2 separate regions of the Mus musculus genome follow, and region 2 is linked to region 1. The links are chromatin contacts, called in public promoter capture Hi-C maps. All regions are on one chromosome and are shown on one strand. Each heading gives the region's core, a stretch centred on a gene start, on an enhancer-like site or on the middle of the called end of the contact. The rest is flanking DNA. Distances are from core to core; before and after follow the strand shown. Region 1 holds the start of Atxn7l1os2 (ataxin 7-like 1, opposite strand 2). Region 2 holds the start of Cdhr3 (cadherin-related family member 3).

Evidence for each region. Capture Hi-C pulls out chosen DNA fragments and counts their contacts.
Region 2: a contact with region 1 is called in a promoter capture Hi-C map of pancreatic islet. The contact joins the promoter of Cdhr3 here to the promoter of Atxn7l1os2 in region 1. A contact is called at or near these places in 2 of 39 promoter capture datasets (the C10 cell line and liver) and 2 of 9 other capture datasets (liver and pancreatic islet).

The regions. Positions count from the first base shown.
Region 1 is chr12:33,391,082-33,396,839 of GRCm38.p6, reverse strand. It overlaps Atxn7l1os2 (ataxin 7-like 1, opposite strand 2), which reads left to right and starts at 2,080. Exons shown (of 4, transcript NR_131031.1): 1 at 2,080-2,143. Efcab10 (EF-hand calcium binding domain 10) reads right to left here and starts at 1,986. Exons shown (of 4, transcript NM_029152.1): 1 at 1,642-1,986. The coding sequence starts at 1,750.
Region 2 is chr12:33,091,152-33,096,740 of GRCm38.p6, reverse strand. It overlaps Cdhr3 (cadherin-related family member 3), which reads left to right and starts at 3,866. Exons shown (of 20, transcript NM_001024478.1): 1 at 3,866-4,012. The coding sequence starts at 3,967.

The DNA.
Region 1 (5,758 bases), core at 831-3,330:
CATCACAGTATGGGAGTTAAAAATCCATCAAGGCAGTAAAAGTCCCAGAGCAGAACACAGAGAGGTGATGCTTCTGCTCAGCTTGCTTTTCTGCTTTTTATATCTCCAAGATCCTCATCCTGAGAATGCTGCAGCCTGATGGAAATGCTTCCCCCTCAGTCCAGACATAACCACAGACGTGGCCAGGGCCCCATCTCCCAGATGAGTCTAGACTTCATTACTTTGACAATGAAGAGAAAGAGAAAGAGAAAAAGGAAATATAATCTAAGCAAAATATATATGTATATTAAACACTGGCTGTTCTGAACATTAGATGTGCTAAATTTGTGTTTTAAATTTAATGGTAGGCTGGTGAGATGGCTTAGTGGGTAAGAGCACCCGACTGCTCTTCTGAAGGTCCGGAGTTCAAATCCCAGCAACCACATGGTGGCTCACAACCATCTGTAACAAGATCTGACTCCCTCTTCTGGAGTGTCTCAAGACAGCTACAGTGTACTTACATATAATAAATAAATAAATACATCTTTTTAAAAAAATGTAATGGTTAGCAGTTAAGAGCAAGGATCTGATTCAGGTCCCAGCACTCATATTGTGCCTCAGACCATGGGCAGCTCTAGTTCAGGGGATGTGACACTTATCTTCTAACCGCTTCAGGGACCAGGCACACAGGCATGCAGGCACGCCCATGATACACAGCCAGATATGCAGGCAAAACACCTATACACGTTTAAATGAATACATTTTAAAAAATACAATAAAATATTTCAAAATATTTTTCTCATCCCCTAAGTGGTTATACTGTTTTTCGGGTTTTGTTGTTGTTGTTGTTGTTATTGTTGTTTGGTTTGGTTTTTTGTTTGTTTTGTTTTTCTGCGTTGGAATGGTATTTCTGCTTCCTTTCCAGAGAAGTAAATGAACATTTTGTAATTTTGGAGACTTATCATGAAGGCCGGCAGGCTCAATTCACCCTGGGAGGATGCAATCTTGTCATCATCTCAAATGTAACGTCTTACCATGCACCAATAACAATTATGGAATAACCCAAACTTTGAAGGAGTCTAATCTATAAAAATGCCAGGAAAAAACCCTAGCTCCCCAGGAGGATCCTGGCAGCTCACACTAACCATTGTTTATCTCCCTTAATAAATCAGAGACTCCTTAGAATTGAATTGAAAAGATCTATTGCTTGCCTGGCCAAGGCTGATATAGCTATAATTTATGTGAACCCCCCTCCCGCCCCCCGTCCCCGGTGTTCGCTCTGTCCCCATTAGATCTGTACTATTATCTCCATTTTCCCATGGAAGAGACAGACATTCAGCCTTGCTTCAAGCACTCATAACTATAAGGGGTGGACCTGGAGCTAGGCAGTCCCCAGACTCTGCCACTCGCAGACTCTGCCAGCCTCCCTACCATTCCTTGCGGCACCAAGAGGACATTTATCACGTTTGACTCAGAGCTGGGGATATGCGTGGAGGGTGAGGGGCTCATAGAGCCTTCGAACTCCGGCAGGGCTCCTCCACTCGTGGGGAAGCAGGGAATGGAGCGAGTGAAGAGGGCTGGCTATAGGGAGGGAAGCGGCGTGCTGGTGACCCTTTGATGGGGGAGAGAGAGTCAGAAAGCCAATGGAGACAAGACCCTTACTTGGTCGGGCAAAGAGGAGGAAGCTAGTAAGTTGATTCAGCAATTCCATGATCCGATGTCTTTCTAAATACAGCTTGGCCTGAAGCTCCCGGTCAGCCACAGGCTCCATGTTTCCTAGCTGAGCCGTTGCTAGGCGACCAGGCAGCCTCCAGGGGGCCCAACTCCGCCCCTTTCGTGCTCATTCACGTGAAACACCTCACCTTCCCCAGCCCCACTCCTCTTCCCTCCCAGGTACCAGGACAACCCCCTTCCACACCCCTGAGGAAGAAGCAGGGGTGTGGCGGGCAGTCTGTGACACCAGCTTGTGATGCAGTTGCCAACACAGAGGCTGAGCTTGTTTGGTCCGGGTTCCTGCTTCCTGTACTTGTTTGTTCCAGAATGAGGTTTTAATGATGGGAACCTAGGATTTATCAATGAGAAAAGAACGTTAGCAGTTCTAAGAATCCTAAATAGCATTTTCTGGGTGAGCAGCCCTCAGGGTTGCCCTGGCAGGAGGTCTCAGGTATGGATATTGAGCTTGGGTGTTTTCTGCTGAACTACACTCGGTAATGATTCTCCACTTTCAACTCTTTTAACACATTTCCTGTGCAACCCTGTATAAAATAGATATATAATTTAAAGAAAGTTCTTTGAAGTCAGGTGCAATGATGCATGCCTGTCTATAGTACCAGCACTTGGGGGTGGAAGATTAAGGGTTCAATGGCATCCTTGGCTACAAACAGAAGTGAAGAACATCCTGGGATATATAGCCCTGTCTCAGAAAACCAAAACAAACTAAATCAAAGCAAAACGTTTTGCTTTGTAAACATCATTAACAATAAAAGCAAATTTGTGTACCAATGTGCACGTAGGTGCTTGCTTATTTTAAGGAATTAAACGCCAGCTGAATACTTGATACTGCAAAGCACAGAGCATCTTCAACGTTTTTTCAAAGTTGGCTGGTATTTTGAGTTTATAATTGTCAAGGCCAAAAACGCTACATAACAGAAATACATAATACAAATTGGCTGATGTATATTTAGGGACAGGCCAGTAATTCTTGGAAATTATCTTTTCCCCAAGTCAAAAACATACTTTAATGATTTTATTTTATTCTTCTTATGCCATTCACGGCAACAAACCAAACATCTGCGACTAGGTCATAGCTCAATGGTATAGCACTTGACTAGAATATCCAGACTGGAGGTTAGATCTCCCGCTTTGCCATAACAATACTCCCAAAATCTAAATGAACAAGAAAAAAAAGACCCTATTTAAAATGGCCAGAGGGGCATAGATGAGTTCAGTGTGAGGGAGGCTCTAGATTTAATCCCGGCAACCTCAAACAAAACATTAACTCATAAATTATAGCAGGATATAAATATGAACACCTGTAATCCCAGGATGAGGAGGGAGGGCAGAGGCAGTTCAGTAAAATAAATTAATGAACAAATTAATCCTTTGAATACAGTCTAATACACAGATTTCATGCATGCTGATGAATGACAGTGGGAAAATATTAAAAGTATTTGTTTTCTGTAATTAAGCCATTATATGTCTATACAAGAAAAATTTGCATATACAGCAAAAACAGTGCAGTTCGTTACATGCAATAGGCTCAAGGCTGGGCTTAGACAGTAAGTGTCTTTAAGACTACCTGGTGGCCCTCTTCACCTGACATTTCCTTAGGCCCAACCAGGCTATTGCGCCCCTTCCTGCCCTCCTTTCCTGTCTTTCCTTAGAACTACCTGTAATCGCACAGCTCCTCTAGACCCTCTTGGCTTTGGCAACCCCATTCCCCACCCCTTTCCTCTGGAACACACACACATGAGGTTGGGGTGGGGAGGGGAAGGGGGAGAGGGGGAGAGGGAGGGGGAGGAGGAGGAGGGAGAGAGAGAGAGAGAGAGAGAGAGAGAGAGAGAGAGAGAGAACTCAGTTTTTATCTTTACCTTCTGGTATCTACAAAAGTCCTGGTATCAGTCTCTCCTCCAGCTTAGCCAGGCTGAGCCCCAGAGCCCTGTAGAGTGCGGTGCTAACCCACTGAATGGCTTGGTCCTCTTCTAGTCCTCCCTGAGTCCTGGGAACGCAGGGGACTACAAGCCATGTGGGTCTCCTCATTCTCATGGATCATCAGCTGACTCAATGCTCAAGGTCAATAGGAGCAGAAACACTGAGCAGGGGGTTGAGAAGCCCTGTGAGCACGACAGTGAATGCCCACACAGGGACTGCTGGTCAGTAGACAGATCAACTTTGCTTATGGTGAATGAAGGCTTATAAGGTTTTTGGGGACTGAGGGTAAGGGCATCCAGGATGGGCAAAGGTCACGGGCTGGGGACTTAGGGTACCTGGCATACCTCATTAGCATGGGGAAGCATTTCAAGAATCTCAGGGGCTAACTGAACAGGTTTTGTTCAGAGAAAGGAAATTGATAAACTAGGAACAAATAGAGACTGTGTGACAGTCCTCAAGTAGAGATGATTTTGGGGGCTTAGAATTCCCGGGACAAGGCAAGAGAAGGAGGAACCCTGTTAACATGGGTAGTCCTCCACTACATGCCAGGCCCCAAAAGGTTATCTAGTCAACGGTAGATTTCTACCTAATTAGCAGTTTTCCCCCAAGGCTGTAGGTGACATTTTCCTTCCCTTCTCCCATCCATAAAAACCATATTTTCATATCCTTGTTCCCTTTGGGATGCCTCTTCGGAGATGCCCAGCCTCTTCACCTGGCATCTGATCAGAAGGGCCATAACTTTATTCACTTTTGCAATAGAATTTGGCCTCACTACCCCTTAGATTATCAAACCAAAAGGCTGCCTAGTGGCACCCTGGATCCCCATATTATTTGGGAATTTTACAATACTGCCACTGATCTGGAAGTAGAAAGAGATTTCTGGTTCCCCATTTCTCTTTTCTCCACTCCAAGCCCTGTTTGGGTTTTTTTTTGGGGGGGGAGGGGGTAGGTGGTAGGGCCCTGGTCTCCCTGCCCCACCCCCACCTTGCTCCCACATGTTGTAAATATCCCATCTTTTAAGTTAAAGTTGATGGATCTATAAGTTTGTTGTAAAGTGAGAGCGAGGCCTGACATAGCAGGAGAAGGAAGAAGCAAAGGAGTAGGCCCAGACGCAGTTGGTACACACACCCACATGGCTGACGTGTGTCTCAGCCCCCTCCTGCAGCATCCTCTGTCCATATCCCCACCTTAAAATTTTCCTATTTCTACGCCTTCTTTGTTCTTAGTTTATTGGATTCAGTTTTGTGGGGACTCAGGCTTCTTTTAACTATGAGTGGCATTAGACTGCTGTCTTGTGGTGTCCCACTTATAATTAAAAGCTGGCTCTGGAGTTGGGAGATGGCTCTCCCTTCTCTAGACCCATGCATGTTTGCTTAAAGGTTTCCTTCAAAATACGATATGGCTTGCCCCATATCAGGCAAGCCACCTGACTGTGTGACAGAGAAAGGAGAGCAAAAAAAAAAAAAGGACAGACTCTTCCTAATGGAGACTATTGTGACTCATCTCATACTCTTTTCGTTTTGATTTAAGTCTCTAAAACTCTTGCTCAAGATTTGTGGGTCTGTTGTGTGAACTTTCTGTGCCTCAAGATTCGCAAACACATTGGGTATGATTTAAACCTAGTATATCTGTTAACTTAAAACACATAACACCAGGGTTGATAGTTTAAATTGTATATATAGGATACCTTTAAGGAAACACAAGGCTGGCTGCCATCTGAGCTGCTGTATCCCCATCTGGATGGAGGCTACCATGTGGCCAACAGCCATCTTTGCTAGAGTTGGAAAGCAAGGACTTTGCCAGGTGACCTCACTCCCACTTGATTAAAGGCGACCACAGGGCACAAGCCAGCCAAGGAAAAACAACTCCTCCTTGGCTTGAGGCCCAAACCAGATGACTCCTCCCCTACCATGCTTCCTTTCCATCATGCTTGCAAGCCTTCCCTTGTTGGCCTCAGAAGAGGTCCACAGCCTCGTCTCACCCTCTCTCTTTAGTCTCCCTTTCTCACTTCTCAGTGATAGGCTACTAAGATCAACCCTCTTGGGTGCCCACTTTAGCCCACTGGCAGCCCTTAGTCCTCTGCTACTTTCTCCTGTTCCACCATGGAAACTCCTTTGTCTCCCCCTAC
Region 2 (5,589 bases), core at 2,617-5,116, 300 kb after region 1:
ACCTCTCACAGAATGTCCCTGCACATATGTTTGGGGTGTGCAGAAACAGGGAAAGATACAGAGCAAGAGACTACAAAATGAAAGATGAATTCTACAGTTGTCTGACCAATATCTATGCATCTGGCAACATGCTAAGTGGGAAGAATGTGGGGTGCAAAGAAATGCCAAGTGCCATGTGGGTGCTGGGAAGTGAACATGGGTCCTCTGGAAGAGCAGCCAGTGATCTTAACTACTGAGTCATCTCTCCAGTTCCAGGGCTTCTGACACTGACACCCTCCTGCAGACATACATGTAAGCAAAACACTAATGAACATAAAAATAAATTATATATACATATATATGTATATATGTATACACACACACACACATATGGAAAAGAAAAATGGCAAGTTCCTCTTGCCTGGAAGTTTGGGGAGTCTGGGGAGACTGGAGGCTGCTGTGTAAGTGCTGCTAGCTATGTGGATATTATTAGACCACTGGGTCATGCTTCACGCCTGCCTGAAGCTGTGTGTCATTTGCATGCTGGCCCCATTTGAGTGTGGCTCTGGGAGGACAGGGGATTCAAGATGCTAGAACAGCAAATCCCACATGTCCTTGTCCTAGGGCCTACATTCCTGGAAGCCCGAGTTCTAAGCAGGATGGCTAGGCATGTGGAGGTTCACTTCCAGCCCTGACCTCATGCCCTCAAAACTGTTAAGGGGGCAGAACAATTGAGCATCCACCGCACAGCTTCAGTGTCTCATCTGTCTATTTCTCTCAAGTACATATAGATTACAGGAGAAAAGTGAGAATTGGTAACTTGGCAACTGTTGTGTATTCCATGTTTTACCCAGCCAGAGAATACTGTACACCTACTGTGTGTCTAAGCCAACAAACATCACTAATGCATGAAACATGGAAGCTGCACCCAGGCAGGTCCCTAGAAGTACTTCAAGGCCTGACCAGGCTGCTGGGCTAGCCTGGACTTTGTAAAAGGCTCTGGTCCAAGACCATGAAGCCCCTCACTCATCTTCCTGTGGAGATAGATGCTGGTGAGTGGAACAACCTGGAATCCAAACAAGAGAGCAAGGTCATCAGGGCCCTTGTAGCCTCTATGACTTGTGAGGGGTCACACAGAAGGAACTGGGCTCCTCCATCTGAACCCTGTGCTTTTAGAAGGAGCGGCAGGCGCTGGCGTCGGCATCCACTCTGGATCTGGAAACAGAAGCTGTTTACAAGAGAAAACAAACAAACACACAGCCTCTTCCAATGTGGCCCCCATGCCCCAGGGAAGCTGGGTGGGGGGAGGAAGTGAGGTCCACATGAACCCAGTGGAAACAGGACAACATTCAAACACTGTGTAGTCAGGTTGAAAATTAAACAGATGTGAGTTTCTTTAATTCAAAGCCTTAATTATTCTGACGTTTTCCATAACTTAATCTGAGCCACCACTTCAGCTTTAATTATGCATAATGAAATGGATTATTTACAGTAACTAATATGACAGGAAAAACTGAGGAGTGAGAATTGGTAACTTGGCAACTGTTGTGTATACCTCTTTTTGTCCAGCCAGGGAATACTGCACACCTACTATGTGTCCCTTGCCTGCCTTGTAGATATCCCTCTGGGGTGAACAGTATGTTAGAAGATGTGTGTAAGCTGTTTGATTCACTCCCTTGTCTCATTCACTGTGCAGTAACACTGGATAGCAGCTCTTACTGTCCCTGCCTGATGGGTAGGCGTGAGAATTGAGATCTGAAAGGTTAGGTAATTTACTTAAGGTCACACAGCAAAGCTATGGTGCTTGTTTGTTTGTTTGTTTGTTTTTTTGTTTGTTTTACCCGTTTAGCTGCTTCAAACAGAAGCCTCTAGACTAGCACTTCAAATCTTCTTGCTTTATTCAGGAAGTTAGCTAAAGGATAAAGTGCTTTGTTATTTTAGCTGCAAAGTTAAGGATCAAAATCATGTTTTGGTGACGAGAGCCTGAAAATTTCCTGTAGAATGCACAGGGCTGTGGAGATAAGCTGTCAGTAGTAAGAGCCTCAAACTGGGTGGAAATGCAAATGTCTTGGAGGAGACTGGTGAGAGGAGCCAGCCTTGCTGTCCTGGGTTTCTGAAGAGAGCACCGACTGTCAATGTCACCTGTCTCTTCCTCTGTCACTCATGCTAGGCCCAAACTCACTATGTAGCTCTGGCTGGCCATCTTCCTGCCTTAGCCTCCTGAGTGTGAGGATTACAAACCTGAGGCTTGAATCTCCCCATGTTGTTTCTTAAAGCACCTTGCTTTCTGGTCACCTGTAGTCAGTTATTCAAAGTCGGCACCACTCAGGGTCCTACAAATAGGAATCTGTGTCTCATGTCCTTCCTCTCTTCCACTTCCAGACTGGGATAGTTGGCATTGGGACTCTGAGCACTCCACGTGGCTCCGACCACATCCTCTCTGCCATACAGGCTTTGAGGAAAGGTTAGGCAGAGAGAGAGAGGACACAGGGCCAGGCCATCTCTCTGATCTCTCTGCTCAAACTTTCCCAGAACCTGTATGGCAGAGAAGAGAGGGCCAGAGCCTTCAGTTATCCATAACGTGTACCATTCAAACTCCTACAAATAGGAATTCGAGTCTCATCTCCTGGCTGACCCAGTGTGCATGCAGGGTGCAGTTACAGTTCTTGAAAGCACCTGGGATTCCCCCAACCATTTCCATCCTGACTCAGGGTTTGGCCCAACCGCTCCACATCTGGGGCTGTTGGGCTATCCCTCCCCTACAGCAGGCTGGTACCCATTGCAGGGGAGCGGGTGGAGAAGATGGTGTTCCACTAACCCAATTACTCTTCTCACCACTCCTCAGCCGTCTTCCCTCAGCCCGCCATTACCCATTTTTCTGAATGAAGCTGGAGCCAAGCTGTGATAATTCACTCACCCCTCTGTGTACCCCAGCACAGTGCTGCCATGGCCACTGAAATGTAAAGGTCCACACCACTCCCTACTGGGCAGAAGCCTGACTCCAATATTCTTCAACCAACCTCTGGGCTCTGGAGGGACCATGGTGGTGGATGGCATCTGACATGGTTAATATCGCTGACAGTATAGAGAATCATCTACAGCTCTCACCTCCAGGCAGGCTTGTGAGGTAGTTTCTAAACTGGTTGATTGAGGTGGGACAATCTACCTTAAATCTGGGTGACACCATCACACAGGCTGGGGTGGCAGATTAAATAAATGGGAGCAAGCCAGCTTGAACCAGCACTCATCCCCTGCTGCCTGACTGCAGATGCAGCCAGCATGACAGCTGCCTGCTCTGCCTGCCATGATGACTCCCTGCACCATCACTCCTGCCCCCTGATGACTGTGACATAAAATAGGCTTTCCATCCCTCCCTTTGCTTTTGTCAGGTGCTTTATTACATCAACAAACAAAGTAACGAACTCATTTACAGTGTCAAAGGGCAACATCAACCAGGTGTCTGCTTTACGAAGCCATTTGGTCCCAGCTCTTAACTGTCGTCTTGAGAACAAGTTCCAGAGCGTTCCAAGTCTGAACCTTCTCTCCAAGTCATTAGAGACCCCCTCATTTGCAGCCCTTGCCTGGGCAAACTACAACAGGCTTGGTTACAGGACGATGACGACCACCGTGTTCATGACAAGGATGCACAGCTTTGAGTACTTTTTAATGTGGCACGTTTTTGCCCTCTTCTCTTGCTGTGAGCTCTCTGTAGAGACTTACAGATAAGGACTTTGGGGAGAGACCTGGGGCTAACTAGGATGGACAAGCTAGCCTATTGGGTAGCAGGTTATCACACGTGTTGGTCATCAAGGAACAAGCAGACAACAGTGTTTAGAGTCTCCCTTAGTTACCACCAAAGCCTCTGTTTGGTTTCCTGCCTGGCAACAAAGTCAGGAGGGAAAGGAGAATGGTGGTGTCTAGAATAAATGAGGGCTAGAACACTGGATAAAAATCCTCTGTGGCCGTACACACAGGGAGCCATCCAGCATGCAGGGGGCAGTCATTGTCCTTGTTCTCTTTGGGATCACCTCAGGTAAGAGCCCTGTGAGCCCCGTGCTCTGCAAAGCCTTGCTTGGCCTGCTTGCTCTGCAGAACACCAATCCTTGAGAATTTCCCCAGAGAAGACATGGTCACTGTGAGGCTCTCTACTGTGGGGGCTTCTCTGCAATGATGTGAGAGACGCAGCAACTCTGGGGAGGCTGCACCCTCAGGTCAGAGGTCCTGGAGCAGACATGACTTAAAGGACCACAGCAGAGCCTGGGCTTATACAGAGCACACTGTGCTGTGACTGGCCTGTGTGAGGAGTCTCTCTGAGAACTAATGCTGGGAAAGTGCTTCTTAGAGCCTAGCTGTATACAGATGCCTAGTCAACCTTTGTGACAAAGTCCTTCTTGGAGGCATTGAACTTGGGAAACAGATATGGAGGGGCAATTGTCTCCCTAAGGAGCAAAGGCCAGTCCTTCTGATAAGAGACCCAAGATTCCACCCGACACTTCCTCTATGTTCTTTCTCCATTCAAGAGCTTCACAAATGTTCCATGATTTTTAAGAATACCTTTGGATTGTTGAAACTAAGCTTTTTAAATGGAGTGTTATATTTTGAATAGGTAATGTATGCATAATATATTCACTCATGTTAATTTGCAGGTTGATATGGGAGTAACTTACCTCCGAGATGAGTTAGATAGTAAGATACTTAGAAGGGCCGAGGAACACAGTAAAGATTGCACTGATGTTTTATGCCGCTCATTCCCCAATCGTAGTTCTAGGTATTTGCTCAAATATTCCTCTCTTCCCCTCAAAGGTAAGTTAGGTTCCTTTATGTGGATGTTTGCATTCAGAGCTCGTTATTTGGGTGTATTTTTCTTTCTTTACTTTTATAAATAAAGTCTTTTCTTTCTCTTTCCTCCTTTTGCTTATTTTCATGCAATGTATGGACAGCTGTTAAGGAGTTATCTCACCATTTCTAACAGTGTCTCCTTTAATTCACATGTACTTCCCAGGATCGAAGAGAATGAACATTGATAGTCCTCTGTGCCGATGCTATATGCACTGTTTCTTTCTCTCATCCAATGCCAGGCCCGTCCTGGCCTTCCTGACCACTTTTAACTAATAAGGAAAGTGAACAGCCCTGATGCCTGCACCCCAAGGCACAATGCTAGTTTTTGGCCTAAGGTAGAAATGTCTTCTACATTTAGGAGATGGCTTTATCTAGATGATTGGTTCTAAATCAAAATGGATTTTTAAATCAAAATGCTTTTTTCAAGACCCATAAAAATGTTTGATTTTCTGCTTTGATCTGCTAATAAAATAAAAATAAAAATTGGGCTTCCAAATGTTTGCCCTCCTTAACCTGAGGCTTTAGTTGTGGAGGGCAGAAAGTCCACAGAGTAAAAGCAGGCCATGAACGGTCCAGGCTCTTGAAACATTTGAAAGTTCCCCAGAAATATGAGCCTTTGAGCTATGATTGAGTTAAGAGGTGACAGTTATTGTCACCAGGGGAAGAGTGAGGTGAGACACACGCTGTCAGTGACTCTCACTTGAACACTGTCAAATGTGTAGAAGAAACAAATGGCACAGACTTACAAGCACCTGTGTACTTGGGATTTCC